3 separate regions of the Mus musculus genome follow, and regions 1 and 2 are each linked to region 3. A link is a contact called in public Hi-C data. All regions are on one chromosome and are shown on one strand. The core of a region is the stretch at or near the end of the contact, and the rest is flanking DNA. Distances in the headings are between cores, read along the strand shown.

Region 1 (2,854 bases), core at 39-2,538, 160 kb before region 3:
AGACCCAGAGCACAGGGCAAAGAGCCAGAAACAGAGTTTGTGGAGCTGAAAAATAACTATTTCTTCCATTTACAAAATCCATTTTGGGTTTGTATTCAAAATTGTGTCTTTATGATAGATAGATAGATAGATAGATAGATAGATAGATAGATAGATAGATAGATAGATAGACAGACAGGTAGATAGACAGATAGACAGACAGACAGACAGATCAAACGTCCCTCTAGCCTCTTAATCTTTTCTCCAGGAGCCTTTTCTGTATAACGAGTTCTCTCATTCCCAAGCATGTGTTGATTTCCGTCCTTTACCTCCGCTCACTTCTGTGGCCTGGTTTATCCTCTTTTCTAGCTCCATTGCTTGCCTGCACTGCTCTGACTGATGTGTTAAAATTAGAACTTCCGATAAGTGTTCATTCATTCTCTGACCCTAACCTGTCTCAGGGTCACCTGGAACACACTGAGTACTCCATAGGCATTTGTCCTTCTAAGTAGGTGGTCGAGTCCACCTTTCTGTCTCCCGTCATAATCGTATTTGGGTGGGAGGCGGCTTGTTCTCCATGCTGACGTCTGCCTGGTGTTTCAGGTGCAACAGTTACAAGGAGTTTACAACTTGCAAGAACAGCACTTCTGGACACTCTGTTCTGATGTTTACGTGGGAACCTTGAAGCTCGTGGTAGCCCCTGATGCTGACGCCAGGTGGATCTTAAGCCAAACGCATAATATTTTTACTCAGGTATGACTTGTTAGAAATCTCTTTTAGGAAACGTATATTTCCTTGTATCTTGCTAGCTTTAAAAATCCTATAACTAACATATCAAATATAGAAGCTACTAAAGTAAAGGAGGAAATGCTCTCAGTCAGAGTCAAGCTTAGACTTGATCTAGGGCCTTCTATTTTAGTTAGTATTGTTGGCTGGAGTCTAAACATTCCTCTAAGCAGAGTTACTTTTCTGTTACGAATGTCACTACGTACATATTTCTCTTTCTCTGCCTTCACATCTTCAGACATGAATAGAATACGCACTCTAGTTAAGTTCAAGGCATTACATAAATGAGAGATTCTGCCTCCTGATGAGAGACACACATGCTTAGGTTGCTTATGAATGAATTACTGACAGATATAATGTTAATTAGGTTTTACATAATCCTAATCTTTGATGCAGTTAATACTGTGCGCTGATTCTACTTGTCTGGAATTTTAGCAGCTTTCTGAGAAGACACAGTATATAAATGTGACTCATCTATATAAATGTGTATCACCGTGGCTTTCATAATGAAACCTTGGAGGCCCAGGCAGTATGTCTAAATTCTTCTCATACGGACTCCATGTTTCAGGGCCAAGGAGAACAATGTGGCAGTAACCTGCAGGCTGCCTTCTCCAGACTACCACCCTCCCTCATCCTGTGGCTTCTAGTGCTGCTGCTGCCCTCGAAGTGGGGCTTCTGTGGGTCTCCTGTGGGCCTCCTGGGACTTCTGTGGGTCTCCTGGGCTTTCTGTATGCCTCCTGTGGGTCTTCTGGGCCTCCTGTGGGCCTCCTATGAGCCTCCTGTGGGCCTCCTCTGGGCCTCCTGGGACTCCTGAGCACCCTGATGCTAATGGCTTTGCCACTCAGGCAGTGTTCCCAGTGAAAAGGAATGTGCTTCCTACTCTGTGACCTGTGCTAGCAGCCACTGTCTGTCCGGGCTGCTTGGACTGTAATCTCGGACCACAGGGAGGCCTCCTGAGGCACAAACCTGGATTTTAGAAACAGGAAATATTAAAGTTCCTTCAGCTGCCTCGTCTGTTTCAGAAACTGTATTTGGGCATTGAATATTTTCAGCCTTTTTTATCAGCTAAGGTCCTGACTAGTTGATTCCATTCCCTGTAGCTACCAGAGAGTCCTTTGAGGCTAGCTGTGAGAATACTCAAACGCATTCCCCACCACACACAGGAGAGCAAGGGGGCAGGGTCACATCTCTAAAATAACTTTTATTCCTATGCCTAATGATTTTAATCTATTTTAGTTCTCACATACTAGAATAGGACAGTTAAATAATTTATTTCTTTTTCTGCAATGTTCTTGTTGCATGAGTAAATATCAGGGGTTTCTGTAACAAATTTCATTTCATGAAATGTAAATTGTTAAATTACTTCGTATTTTAAGTTACATCTTACTCATAACTCTCATTTGTCAAATTGAAACCTCTCACTTACTGTTTTTTGTTTTGTTTTGGAGGGGAAAATAATCGTGACCCTCAGGTCAGTGAAATGTCTCAGCAGGTAAAGTGCCTTGCTGCCTGGCCTGGGGACCTGACCTCAGGGACAGGAAGAGAGAATTGACTCCTGACCTCCCCAAGCAACCACACAAAATGAACAGATACAGAAGTAACTAGATCAGATTTTTAAATACACCGATGCTTTCTCGTATTGAAAGTTTCTGGTCTTGGTTCTAAAGCAGGAGAACTTGCTGCTGAGTCTCTCCTGCATTTGTTGAACTTTGCTTGTCTCCCTTACAGCTGACCCTAAGAGTGGAAGAGATGGGCTTTGAATTGAAAGAAATGGAAATCAGAAAGTTGTACGGTTCTATTATTTAGTACTCGGATGCTAAGTCTGTGGTGACTTTAGAACTCTGGGGCATCATCATCCTCGGTAATTCCATTTTCCAGGTCACTCATTTCTTTCAAGGAGCTAAAGAAATGGGCTTGTGTACAGGCGTGTAGTGTAGGGAAAGGAGCTGCCGCAGTCGCTCCGGTGCTCAGGCTCCGGGGTTACCAGCTAGGTGTAGCCTAGTGCTCAGGCCCTAGGTTTCCCTGTGTGTCAGTCAGAGTCTTCCTCATTCTACACCTAATAGTTTTCGAAATTACCAGTTGATACCTG
Region 2 (2,786 bases), core at 272-2,771, 180 kb after region 3:
AAAGTCCTGGACCAGGCAGGATGAACTCTAGAATATATTCTTTGGATTTCTTGATGTGTAATTCATATGCTGAAAGTCTTATTGGTCACAGAGGCCACAGAGGTGTGACTTACTGAATACAGGGTGAGAAGTGGAAACCGTGGGTTTAGGCAGCTATTTTAAGAGAATTGCTGTATAGGGCAGTAGAAAAATTGTTGTGATGTAACAGATTTTTTTTTTTGTAGGATGAGATAGTCTTCAGCTTGTATAACTATTCACAGGACAGATACAACACAGAGATAAACTGCTCCTTACCAGAGGCACAAAAGCTGATTCAGGAAGAGGCTTATTTTTCTATAAAAAATAATGTAAATGATGGTATGCCGATGTGGGAATTCACTGCTTATTTCTTTTTCATAATTATTTGGTGTAATTTTTCAATCATAGGCATTAGGGAATAAAATATCATTTCTCAGCTCTTTAGGTTTTCTTCTTGCTCCTTCCTCTTCCAAAATTCACTTAAAAGCTCACAACATCCTCACATTTCATTTTGATCCTAACAGCTTCATTAACAGTTTCTTTTAGTTGAATATTCTCGAACATAACCTTTTGCGTGGAGCTGAGCTATTGCTTAGCTCCCCAGAATTAACCTTTCTAACAAAATATTTATACATTTTCAAAGAGAGTACAGAGAAACAGAGGTGTGTTTAAAATTTGAGAAATTGGATGTGTTGGATGATAAAATATATTTAAAATTATTAACATCATTTCGCACATTGAACCACATAACTTAATTAAAAACAATTGTGCATATGGGGACAGAACACAGGAGTCAGAAAATTTGAAATATATGACACTTTCATTTTTTTTGTATTAGTGAATTCTCCTTAATTTTCTATAATCAGTGATCCTGCCTAGAATTTTTAATAACATTAGTATCCATAAACTGCCACAAATTACAATTTAGTCAAATTACTATTTTCAGTTTGAATGCTGAGCAATTAGTAAATTCTATTCAAGGGTGAGCCATTCTGTTTCTAAGACAACACAGAATTGGACTTTAAAATTACTATTTATCCTTTCACAGTTACACACACACACACACACACACACACACACACACACACACACTGTACTTTGATCACACCCCTACTATCTTCTTTTAATCCATTCCACATCTGCTTCCCAATAAACTTCCCTCCTACTTGCATATCTGTTTACATTTTAAAACTCCATACCATTTAATTAGGGTTGCTTGCATGACGGGGTGGGTGTTTGAGCAATGGCAATTTACCAGAGCTATACACTGAGGAATATGGCTAGCTTTTCTCCAGCAACTGCCTATAAGAGGGGGTGGGACCTCATGAGCCCTTTCCCCATTCATAATGGACTACTGAGGGGTAAGTTTGTGTAGGCCTTGGGCAGTTACAATTTTGGCTACAACAGCTCTGTCATTTCCAGAAGACATCATTTGACAGCTCTCCTCATTCTTTGACTCGGCCCCCTTTCTGCAACATTCCCTGCATCCTGGAGGGGGCGACACAGGTCTGTCTTTTAGGGTTGCCTTTCTTATTCTCAGCACTGACCTACTGTGAGTGTCTGTGCTAACACTGCCCCATGCAGCGGCTTCTCTGAGAAAGGCCGAGAGCAGCACTGATCTCTGGGTGTAAACACGAAGATTTTGAAGGCAGTTTGACACTGCCGACCTTTAAAATCATTGATCCAGTTGTTCTGGCTACTGTAATGGTGAAAGTAGATTGAGAGATGATGATGGATGCTATTTGGAACGCTCTCATTACATTGGTCTTGTTCCAGGGGAGGCGGTATGAAATCGCTAAGGTTTTTTTTTTTTTTTCAAACCAAGGAGACTGTCTTTACATAGAAAACATTTTAATTTCGGTGTAATTTCCTTTCTGAATTTCAGAATCTGAAAAGCAGTCTGAGAAATAGGCCGCAGGGAGCTGAAATGTTCTATGTCTCAAGTACGTTTTAACAATTTCTATACAGTTTCCTTTTAAAAAAAAATCACCCAACTGCAAAAAAACCGATTACTCAAGGAGACACCCGATTTCATCTCCTTTCTGCTCTTGACAGACCATGCAATGTATTTCCAAAGAGTTCATCAGTTTGTGCTCGCTCGTTTTTTTTCTTGAAGGCTCTCTCAGGCATCCTACATTTTACAGCAAGTAAAGGGATGGGTCCTTCCATGCTTGTCTGTGTCGTGTTACGCTGACATGAGCGATTGTTTCCGATTAGTTATTGCATTACATGGTCATTGCGTTTCCTCTTTCCTAGACTGGCCTCAAACTTGAGGTCCTCCTGCCTCAGCTTGGAGAGTTTGGCTACAGCCCACCCCAAGCCTTCCTCCTCTATTGCTCCCCATTGACAACGCGTACATCACACAATACCTGAGAAGTTCCTTGGGACAGTGAAGAGCAGTGCAGCTCACATTAGTCTAGGATAGCTCACTCGGTAGCAATACAGCTTTGTGGCATTCAGGACCGATGCGTGCACCAAGATAAAGATGGGGTATCTGACCAGAGTACTTCTTTGCTTTTACCAACCTATAAATTTATGTTAAAAAACCATCTTGCTGGAATGAGTGAAATCATAATTGGATATCAATGAGTTATGATCTATAGAAGAATACAGATTTGTAAAACTGATACTTTTTCTCTAAAGGCTGGGCTAGCTTTTGAGGTTGAGGATAAGTACACTTACGACCATTTTCTTTTAACCCTGAAATCATCTTCTGAGGCTAAGCCTGCACCTGCGACCGTGTTAGGTGTTTTGGATCTAAGTCTCAT
Region 3 (2,803 bases), core at 205-2,704:
AACTCTCCCCTACAGGATCATGGGTATGAGCAGTTGGTCCCCAGCTGGTGACATTGCTTTGGAGGGTTATAAGACCTCAGTGGCACCAGACACATCTGTTGGAAGTATCTCACTGAGTGTATGACTTTGAGGGTTATAGTTTGACCCTCCACTTAGCCACCTCTCTACTTTCTGATCTGCTAGATGTGAGAAGCCCCAACTATAGGAGCAAATCACCATATATCCCCTGACACCGTCTCTGCCTTAATGGACCTCTTACCAGTGCCAACAATGAAACAAATAGGGTTGGATTTTCCTCATTAAAAAAAAAATAAATGCAGAATTGCCATGTAATCTTGCAATTCCACCTTTAGGTCAATACTTAAGACTTTTAAAGTGGGTGTTAGAATTCATGGTAACATCAATCAGCACAGCCAAAAGGAGGAAGAAAGCAAATATGTACCAGCAGAGGAATGTGCCAACAAAACGTGGTATCATATGTGGCAGGATGTCATTCAGCTTGAACAAGGAATGAAATTCTGTCATGTTCTGTGGTGTGGATGAACCTCGAGTACAGACAAAGCATGATAAAGTTACCCTAAGTGCTGTGACTGGACACTAAGGGACAAATAGAGCTGGTGCTGCTTACATAAGATACTTAGAACCTTCAGATCCATTCAGATCAGAAAGGAAAAGGTAGCTGCTGGGAGCGGGAGGAGGGGCTAGCAGCTCATCATTGTCTCTTGAGTGGCATTCCAACATAAAATTGTTAAAAGAAAAATTTCTGGAGAATATAGTGGTGGTGTTTGCACAGCAGTGTGAAAGCACTTAGCAACACTCAACTTTACACTTAAAATAATGAAGATAGTAACTATATGGCATGTATTATTATTGTTGTGTTGTTGTTGTTGTTGCTGTTGTAAAAGTGTTCATATTATTTGGAGTGCCAGAAGAAATGTCTTAAATGATTGGAGAGAGTGTGACCAGACTGAAGACCGAAGAGATAGCATGGGTTGGTTCTAAAAAGCAGAGGGGGACTATCTCTGACACTCCCCAGTGGAAAGCCACAGGGGAAGTCTCTATCCCTCCAGCACATCTGGCTTCTAGTGACGGCAAACATGAATGGAGAGTCCTCCACATGTGCATCTCCTCAGACTCTCAGCAGGAGGTGTGCATTGCCTGTCTTGAACAAGCCCTCGTCTGCCTGTGTTAAGGAAGAGTGTGCTGGGTAACAGGTCACAACCACACACAAGCAACAGAGAAAGAACGTTGAAAAGGCAAAGCAATCCAGACTCCAAAAGTCGAGCACGTGAGAGAAAAAGTACTCTGGATTAGAACAAAGCTTTCGGGGGCTCTAGCAGGGAAATGTGTGATCGGTGGTAGGAGCCAAAATAAACAGAGCAGGCCAGCTCAAAACTGCTTATCTGTGTGGTTTCCAGAGTGTCAATAGACATAGAGAGTTGGCTGACGATGACACCAAAAGCCATTAAAGGCATGGAAGTCAAAACAAAAGTCAGGGACTGTGAGCCTCTGCCAGGCTTCCTCTACAGAGTCTCCGTTTTGAAGAAGTGGGCAGGAGGTGGCAGTCACGTTCCCCCACAACACACATATGAGCGCAGGCACATCCACATCCACATCCACACACACACACACACACACACACACACACACACACACACACACACACAGATTTTTTTTGAGCCCTAGGAAATATAATTTAAATTGACAATGAATACTACCCATGAAGGAGATGACTTCCTTCTTTTAATATATATTTTATTTAGTGAATAATTGTATACCCAGTTAAAATGGAAACTTCTTTCTAAACTGGCTTGCATTTGGGGGTGGGGAAAGGGTCGTAAATATGTATTCTTTGAGATTTTTTTCCTTCTTATTAAATCCAGGCAGCTTTAGCTCTGTGAATGCCACTAGGCTACGGTGGTAGATGGATCTGTATGGCAAGTTATATCAGCCTGTGGGCATGAGTGTGCCTCAGGAATTAGAAGTTCTCATAGCAGCCATGTTATGGGGTAATTTAGGGTAGGGGGTGAGGACAGAGAGCAAGAAGTAAATTCCATACACTGATCATTCATGCAGTTCACTGGATACAGATGCAAGATACTGGATGTTCACATCTGTTGAGTCCTTTCTCCAATATCTCAGTGCCAGTACATAGCAGAGCATAGGCTGCTGATAACAGAGCGTAGGCTGCCATCAGGCTAAAGTCCATGGTGTCACCCCCCCTCCCCCCGTGTCACCTCCGGGTTAGGTTACATTAGTTAAAAGGGCAAGGTTCTGCATTCTCTGTCCCTGTATCTGAACTTCTCCCATTATGCTCTAGAGCAAAGACTCCTCCCCCTCCTCCCCCTCCTCCCCCTCCTCCTCCTTCTGCTCCTCGCCCCTCTCCTGGGAACCAAGACCCGTGACTGCTACAATTAGTAATAAGACTTCACCACTATATCGCCGTTACCAAGCATGATAATTGATTAAATTCAATTGTTGATGACTAGAACTCACCTAAAACTTCTGTAAGCCTTATTTCATTTAATATTTTCAGTGGTGTTGAAAGTATATGCTGTGTTGTTAGGTAGTAGTGGTGCACTCCTTTAATTCAGTAATTGGGAGGCAGAGGCAGGTGCATCTCAGGAGTTCTAGACCAGCCAGTTTTATAGAGTGAGTTCCAGGACAGTCAGGGCTATACAGAGAAACCCTGTCTGGGAAACAAAACAAGGAGGAGGAGGAGGAGGAGGAGGAGGAGGAGGAGGAGGAGGAGGAGGAGGAAGAAGAAGAAGAAGAAGAAGAAGAAGAAGAAGAAGAAGAAGAA

What was found. A called contact is a pair of places that touch in the nucleus more often than the background predicts.
Region 1: a contact with region 3 is called in a Hi-C map of Th1 cells, with 2.5 times the contacts expected there. The contact joins two enhancer-like sites. A contact is called at or near these places in 2 of 484 Hi-C or Micro-C datasets (ECoMG-derived neutrophils and Th1 cells), 3 of 115 datasets of contacts at active chromatin or transcription factors (Th17 cells, regulatory T cell precursor and thymic regulatory T cells) and 1 of 9 other capture datasets (liver).
Region 2: a Hi-C map of liver shows a contact between it and region 3, with 2.6 times the contacts expected there. The contact joins two enhancer-like sites. A contact is called at or near these places in 3 of 484 Hi-C or Micro-C datasets (CD4 T cells, the HL-1 cell line and liver).

Annotation. Positions count from the first base shown.
Region 1 is chr3:115,951,930-115,954,783 of GRCm38.p6, reverse strand. Slc30a7 (solute carrier family 30 (zinc transporter), member 7) reads left to right here. Exons shown (of 11, transcript NM_023214.7): 10 at 583-732. Among named protein-coding and RNA genes, the nearest start is that of Mir669n, 27 kb to the left of the region's middle. Within about 2 kb of position 1,288, at least 29 of the 459 cell types and tissues checked have an H3K27ac peak or open chromatin away from gene starts, as enhancers often do. A contact at or near this core is called in Th1 cells and Th17 cells, where this site is marked.
Region 2 is chr3:115,614,941-115,617,726 of GRCm38.p6, reverse strand. No RefSeq gene overlaps it. Among named protein-coding and RNA genes, the nearest start is that of Gm40124, 25 kb to the left of the region's middle. Within about 2 kb of position 1,521, at least 6 of the 459 cell types and tissues checked have an H3K27ac peak or open chromatin away from gene starts, as enhancers often do. A contact at or near this core is called in liver, where this site is marked.
Region 3 is chr3:115,792,197-115,794,999 of GRCm38.p6, reverse strand. No RefSeq gene overlaps it. Among named protein-coding and RNA genes, the nearest start is that of S1pr1, 79 kb to the right of the region's middle. Within about 2 kb of position 1,454, at least 63 of the 459 cell types and tissues checked have an H3K27ac peak or open chromatin away from gene starts, as enhancers often do. A contact at or near this core is called in Th1 cells, Th17 cells and liver, where this site is marked.